Linked DNA regions of Mus musculus: region 1 is linked to region 2. The links are chromatin contacts, called in public promoter capture Hi-C maps. All regions are on one chromosome and are shown on one strand. The core of a region is the stretch at or near the end of the contact, and the rest is flanking DNA. Distances in the headings are between cores, read along the strand shown. Region 1 holds the start of Gpr137 (G protein-coupled receptor 137). Region 2 holds the start of Cnih2 (cornichon family AMPA receptor auxiliary protein 2).

Region 1 (3,365 bases), core at 737-3,236, 1.8 Mb after region 2:
TGGAGGCTAGTTATTATAGTTACCAAAGAAGGGACAAACAGGACCAATGCCTACCTGGTCAGATACGTTGTACCAGTCGTAATCGAAGGCATCTAGCCGGCTCCGAGGGGCCAAGGCCAGAGCTGCCAGGTTGTAACAGGCCCGGCTGGCATAGAGAAGGACCATGGCACCCCCTATAGCAGCTGCCTGACACACGCTGGTCCCCTGGCAGAGATGACAATAGAGGATCTTCATGGAGAGGAGGGCTCCTATATTCCTTTACATCCTAAAGAACTCTGTCCAAGGACCCCCAAGGGTGCTACATCAAGGTTGGTGGCTCTACCTTGGCCTCTAAGTAGATGCTGGTGGAAGGGGCTCGACGGGCCACAAGGCAGAGGCAGGCAGCAAGCGAGAGGGCACAGATGACGAAGAGAGAGTCGCTCACCAGGACACGTACCAGCAGAAGGACCCAGGGCTGTGCCTGGCGCTGGCGAGACAGCACTGCACACAGTACATTCACCAGCAAAAAGAGCAGTGAAGCACCCACGAAGGCCCCTCGGACAGCCAGCCTGCAGCCCACAGCAAAGTCAGCCCCAGACCACGGATCCCCTCGGCCCTCACCAGCAACCCTGACTCCTCAGGAGACCCCAGGGTCAGTTAGAACTCAGATGGCCACACCTAAACTCTGCTCATCTCTTTCTGCAGATGAGGAAACTGAGGGGGTGATTGAGAGCTACAGCATCATAGGAGCACCGGGTCAAACATCTGTTCCTGAGTGGGCCTCATTCCAGCTGTGTGACCTTGAACATGGTGCTTTGTCTAACTGGGCCTCAGTTATCCTCTCAAATGACGATAGGAATAGCACCTCAGGTGAGATGTGAAATATCTTTATAAACTAGAAGGCACTGTGTAAGGACAGGGGTGTTGCAGCCAAGGTCACTAAAAGTGCAGCAGGACTTCATGCATTCCATGGGTTGGAGCCTCCATCTTTCTCCACCACAGGTGATATTGATGGTCTCTCTCCCCTGACACTATCATAGATGTCTGTATCAGACGCTTCAGGTTTCTCAAGCTCTATCACAAATACTTCTGAGGTTCCTCCTGTCTCAACCCTGCTGGGTGGGCTTCCTCCCTGCCACTGACCCATTGACATCTCCAGTACTTACAAGCCTCGGCTCATCTCTGGCCGACGCTTCGCCTTGGCCTTGAACACCACCTGGGAGCAGAGATACCCCATCACTCCTTTGGACCATTGAGATTGCCCTCCTACTCCCACCACACCGGTTCCCGTGGTTACCTGCACAAAGTAGAGGTTCATAAGCGTCAGTGTGAAGAACTGCAGGCAGACAGGGCAGCAATAGAGAAGCCAAAAAGGCAAGGGCCCCAGGCGGTTGGCCCTGGGAGTATCTCGGAAGTAGAAGGAGAAAAGTGTGGTACGCAAGGCTGCCCAGAGCAGACAGAGCGCCAGGAATACTGTCTGATAGCTGAGGCGCTTGTGCCCATACAGAAGCACCAGCCAGAGCTGGGCATAGACAGAGAAGAAGAGCAGAGCATATAGGGCAGTGTAGGCAGCGGTCAGCCCCAGGGTCACTGTAGGCGGCAGTGCAGGTACCAGCCCAGCTGCAGGCACCAGACCAGACAGGTTACTCTCCATGTCAAGGAGGGAGGCCTGAAACCCGGAGACAGAGATAGAGGGCTGGCCAGAAGCCAGGGAAATAAATACGGAGGGGTGGGACCTGCAATAGGTGGTGAGACCTGGAAACTCTGGAAAAAAGAAGTTGAGGTTGTCAGGCCTTTCCTTCTCAGCAGAGTCGGGCGTGGGGGTGGGGGTGGGGGTGGGCACGGGTAACCTGGGCCCTGGGCCCTAGACCCGTCACTCTGGAGTGTATAAAGTGGTCTTTCCTACCCAGGGCAAATGAAATGGGGGTTGGGGGTGTCCCTCCCTGGGCCAGCCCCAGAGCCAAGATGCGAGGATGCAGTGGCACAGAGTCCCTGGCCTTGGTTGCTCGTGTCCGGCTGGCAGGAGGGGGAGAGCCGGCCGATGCCCGTCAGCTTAGGACAGCGGCCGCTGCGGGGGCGCCCAACGCCCCGCTCTCCCCCTCCCCAAGCTTGGTTCCTCTTTCCCCTCCAATAATCCGGATTGGGAGGCTTCTTCCTCTGTCCTCAAGATTCCAGACGTGTTCCCCCACCGCGTCCACCCTCAGCCCCGGTGAATAAGAGGAAGTCGATGTCAGGTCTCAGGCCGCTGCGGGGTAAGCGGGATCCGGTCGCCGGGACACCGGGCTCCAGCTCCCCGGCTCCCTCTGCTCCGCCCCACTCCTGCGCCTGCGCGGACGTCCGTTCGCTACGTAAACTGCGTAGCGACCGGCAGGGACTCCGAAGCCATGCGCCGCGCCCGGCGTGCATCTCTTCGAGAATCGCCGCAAGGTGCGCTGCCGGCGGGTGTCCCGGGTTACGGATGGCGGCGGGCGGCCGAGAGTAGAGCAGGCCGCACGCAGCAAGCACCTGGGCTACCAGTGCCATGGACCGCCAGCTCTTAATGTTTGGGGACTACCATTTCCCACGCTTAGATTCCCAAATCCACATCGCGTTCGGCGTGCCCATATGGGGGGCGGCAACGACTTCCCCGCACAGGGTCACTGAAGGAAACTTCCGCCCACAACCAAGATGGTACCCGGACCCCGCCCCCTAGCTTCTGTCTGCAGGCCCCGCGCTCCGGCCCGGGGCAGCGTACGCACACCTATCCTGGCAGCAGAGGCCCCTGGAGCCCCACGGCTCGCCTTCCTGGGCGCCCCGTCCCTTCTTCCGCACCCGGGCGGCCATCCTGCCGTAAAGGAGCTCCCGAAATGGCGCGGGGGGTTGTCCCCAAGACGGGCAGTGCAAGGCCTCCACGATCGGGAAGAAGGAGCTGGTCTTCCCATCCCGGTCACTCGGTCCAGGGGGAGCAATAACCATCGCAACGACCATTGCATCCGACGGCCGAGCTTCAGTGAACGGCTCTATAAGTAATCACTAAGCTGTTTACAGAGTTTTCACCAGCTCCCCAGGGAGGTGTCATTAACCCCATTTTACAGGAGGGAATTCGGGCCCAGAAGGGCTGGAGGACTTATCAGCCGAAGCAGGCCTCCAGGATCCAAATGGGAACCCCAAAGCAGCCCTCGCTGGCTCCTGCACACGCCCTAGGCTTGAGGAAGTCCGATCCCGGAATCCGGAGCCTGGGGAGCGACGCGGGAGGAAGGCGGTGGAGACCAGCAGGTCGGCGCAGGGGTGGGACCTGGCTTGGGGTGGCCCCGCCTCCAGGCCGACCCGGGATTTACTTCGAAAACTGATTGGGTCAGATCTGTGACAGTTCTCGTCGCCCAGGAAACTAGGGCCGGGCGCCCTTA
Region 2 (3,804 bases), core at 38-2,537:
ACGGAGGCACGCTGGATGCAGTCAGATAAGAGAACACTTAAAAGAGGATTAGACCAGGAGATGTGCATGCTAGTAGCTACAACAGAGAGACAGGCCTGTATGGGACCCGTTTGAGTGCATTGGAGGAGGGGCAGCTGGAAGGAGCCGGCAGAGACCTCAACAGTAAGCCAGAGGCTCACAGTTCTAGAGAGGAGAAAGAACCAGGTAGAGGAGGCCCTTGGGAAAGCCCAGGAGAGAACTAGGTACAAGAACCCTCTCCAATGGGAAACCATTTGAGATGAGACAAGAGACATTCTGAAGAGTGAGGTGTGAGGCTAGGCCAGGGTGAGGGCAGACCAGGAGTGAGGGACATGAAAGACAAAAGGCACGTATGTGAAGGAATCAGAAGGAAGCTGGAGAGTCAGAGTGAGACCAGGTGGGAGCTAGGTTTCTTGAGCTGCTTCGAACCTATCCCACTTGGGTCAGAGGGGTCCAGGAGGGGACAGGGTTAATGGGTTCTAAGATATGCGGGTCTTGTAAACAGATGCAGTTGCCATAGCAACCATCTCCATCATTCTGGTTGGAAAAACCCACAAAGGAGAGGGGTTCAGCGGGGGGGCTGGGGGGGCACACAGACAAACTGCCCGATGGACAGACGGGGGTGGATGGATGAGAATATAGAAGGATCAAGAATTCCGCCCCTGCCCAATGACTGGATGAAGCAAGGAGAGGGTCAGGACCTACTGACATACCCACAGACAGGCGGGGGCGGTGAAGGAAGGGGGGGGCTGCCCCGGGGGAAGGAAGCCAACGACAAGGGGGTGTTGGGGGGTGCGAACAGAAACCATGGGGGCTAGTGGAAAAGACCTTTCAAGTTTCCCCGGAGCACTGATACCATCAGCCCCAGCCCCCTCCTGCTCCATAAGCCCACTTGCCCCCCACCCCGCCCCCAGTCCAAGCCCAGTCTTACGTGCCAGATGACAAAGAAGATGAGGGAGGCGCACAGCACCAGGGTGAGCATGTAGCAGAATGCTGCGAAGGTGAACGCCATGGCCCCCGCGCCGGGCGGTGGCCCGGGGGGCGCCAGCGCGGGGTCTGGGCGCAAGGGGACGCCCCCCGGCCCACACTTAGGGCCGGACGGGCATGGCCCACCGGACTCTAGGGACACGGACAGCGCGTCCGGGACCAGGGCCACGAGGCCGTGGGGGACGCGGGGCGCGGGCCGTGGGGCTCGGGGGGCGCGTCCGCTGCCGGCTGCCCGGGCCCCGATCGCTCATCCTGCGATCCCTCGCCCGCGGCTCCCTCGCTCTCCAGCCCGCGAAGCCGGCGGGGCGGAGCCGGGGGCGGGGCCGCCGTGCAGCGGCCTCGGGCGGGGCTGAGACTCAGAGCGCCCCTCCGCCAGCCTCATCAGCCCAGCACAGCCACTCACCCCAATGAGCCCAGTGTTTGTGCACCTCCAGAACATGCAGACCTGGAAGCCCGTTCCTGGTACAACTTTCGGACAACTAAGCCCACTATAGCCACATTCTGTACTCCCGTCTCCACAGAGTGCTGGCTCAGGGGGATACAACTGAGGTCCTAATGTAAAGCAGCGCTTGTCAAAGCTCAGGATAGCTGGCATCTGGCTTCAAGCCACAAGAGGGGACTAAAGTCGGGGACTGGAGGAGGGGAAGACTAAATGCAGGGGGACCAACGCCTGCTCCTTGCTTCTAACTTCATGCCTTGAACGCCTGTCCCAGTGGATGTTGGTGGCTCACCTGACGGCCTCCTGCCAGCCTCCCTCTGACAGATTCATGCTGGGCCCTTGGGGACATCCCATAGCCGCACAGCAGGCTTTCCCAGCCCCAGTATGTGGGTCAAGGGCTTTTACCAGCAAGCTTAAGATACAGTCCAAGCCAGGACCCCCCATGCATCACACCAAACTCTGGACTCCAGTTCCACCCAGCAACTCAAAGCTGACTCTGACCATAGACCACACTCAGTCACCACCGCTTCCTTGCAAAAACCCTTGGCTTATCCAAGGGCCAGTGGAAATTTATTTTTTCATCCTTTTCCATCTTCCCCCAAGTGGCTTTTCCTTGCAAGATGCCTGATGTGACATCAGAGGGGAACCTGGGAGAAGAGGCTCCCTCCCAGAGGGGCAGCCCAGGGACTTAAATACACACTGGAGGGGGAGGACAGGTTGTAGGGTGAGACTGGCAAGAGACAGCACAAAGGACATGGCTTCTTAGGTAAAGACCAAAGGTTTTCTACAGGAAGCTGTGCCAGAGGGTGGGGGCCAGGATTCTGAGTTGGGAGGGGGAAGAGCCCCACAACCCCAAGCTGCACCCACATTCCCCAGAGAAGCAGGTCTGGCCCTGTCAGGCTCTGAGGAATGGAGGAAGAACAAGCCAGATGTGCTGCCTCGGAAAAGGGAGGTGGTGCTGGCAGAGTGAGGGTTAAGGCTGGTGCCCGGCCTTTGGCAAGGTGGGCCTTCCGCCTCCGCTTTCCTCAGGGACAAAGGGGCTCGGTGGGCAGGCAGCACATGGGCCTGGCTCAGGCAGGGCAGGGGGAGGCAGGAGCAGGCTCCCTCCCGGCTTGAGACACAGGCCCCGCAGCCATCCGCCCACCTACCCTAGATGTGCTCAAGACCTAACCGCAGCTGGACGGCTCAAGCTGTGTGGGAGCGATGGAGTGAGGCAGAGATGAGGAAAAGGTGGCTATGGGGCTCTCGCAGCCCTGGCACCTGTCCTGAGGTCCGATGCAGGACCCTGGATCTGAGGCCCTGGATCCCCTGGCTACTGCCTGCACCCAGGGGCAGCAGAGGCAGGGAGGCCCTTGCTATTGGGAAGAAAGGAAAGAGAAACCCAGTGCAGCATACATGGGGGTGAGTGACAGACAGCGGAGCCCTCATTCCAAAGAAAGGTGCGTGGTGGGCATCTTTTCAAGGTACCCAGAGGCAGCAGCGGAGCTGTCCCTGTGACCACCCCAGCCACAGGCTCTGCATGTCCTCCACGGGGGCCCTGACAGGACTGGGACTCAGAGCAGAAGGCAGATGGGCCAGAGGAAGATGGGGAGCCCAGGACACCCCAAAGCTACAGACTCAAATGCCCTAGGAGAGGGAGGCACTTCCTGCCCGCTCCAGGGGCATCATCTGGACAAGGTGCCCTCCCCCAAGTGCCCCTCCTAGCAGCAGCCACCGCTAGCAGGCTTCACAGGGGTGCTGTCGATCTTCAGGTTGGGCCGTTCACCCCCAGACGCTGCTCCTGGCCCCATCCGCTTTTTGATCTCTGCAGCCATTGTCATGAATGCCTGCTCAACATTGGTGGCATTCTTGGCACTTGTCTCGAGGAAGGGGACACCCAGAGAGTCTGCAAATTCCTGCGAAGGGAAGAAGAGAGAGAGGGGAGCAGGGAGAGAAGGGGTGAAGGCATGTGGGCCCCAGACCCCTGACAGCCAGGGCAGGCCTGCTCACCTTGGCCGTGGTGTTGTCCACGACCTTCTTGGTGGTGAGGTCACTCTTGTTGCCTACCAGGAGTTTATTGACATTCTCACTGGCGTAGCGATCTATCTCCTGCAGCCACTGTTTCACGTTGGCGTAGGACTCCTAGGCACAGTGTCCAAAGTTACTGCACACCCACACCCAGGTCAACCCAGGTCTAGAGAACAGGACTCCTTTGAAAGGCAGGCCCCGAGCACGGGGATTCTGACAAAGTCTCTCCCCCACCCCAAGCCCAGGTTTAGCTTTCCCCTGGTTCTCTCCCATGCGGAAACCTGAAAACCAGAAGCAGAGTGGAGTAGTGCCTGCCAGTGGCCATCACCTCAACAGCCGCCTGCACCTACAGT

Evidence for each region. Capture Hi-C pulls out chosen DNA fragments and counts their contacts.
Region 1: a contact with region 2 is called in a promoter capture Hi-C map of liver, with 4 times the contacts expected there. A contact is called at or near these places in 5 of 39 promoter capture datasets (cranial neural crest, liver, neutrophils and 1 more), 2 of 130 datasets of targeted methods (embryonic stem cells and pancreatic cancer cells) and 1 of 9 other capture datasets (liver).

What each region holds. Positions count from the first base shown.
Region 1 is chr19:6,939,207-6,942,571 of GRCm38.p6, forward strand. It overlaps Gpr137 (G protein-coupled receptor 137), which reads right to left and starts at 1,987. Exons shown (of 7, transcript NM_207220.3): 1 at 1,277-1,987; 2 at 1,146-1,195; 3 at 323-548; 4 at 55-204. The coding sequence starts at 1,633. It overlaps Bad (BCL2-associated agonist of cell death), which reads left to right and starts at 3,356. Exons shown (of 4, transcript NM_001285453.1): 1 at 3,356-3,365.
Region 2 is chr19:5,097,234-5,101,037 of GRCm38.p6, forward strand. It overlaps Cnih2 (cornichon family AMPA receptor auxiliary protein 2), which reads right to left and starts at 1,288. Exons shown (of 6, transcript NM_009920.4): 1 at 950-1,288. The coding sequence starts at 1,030. Rab1b (RAB1B, member RAS oncogene family) reads right to left here. Exons shown (of 6, transcript NM_029576.3): 5 at 3,434-3,565; 6 at 1,974-3,339. The coding sequence ends at 3,145.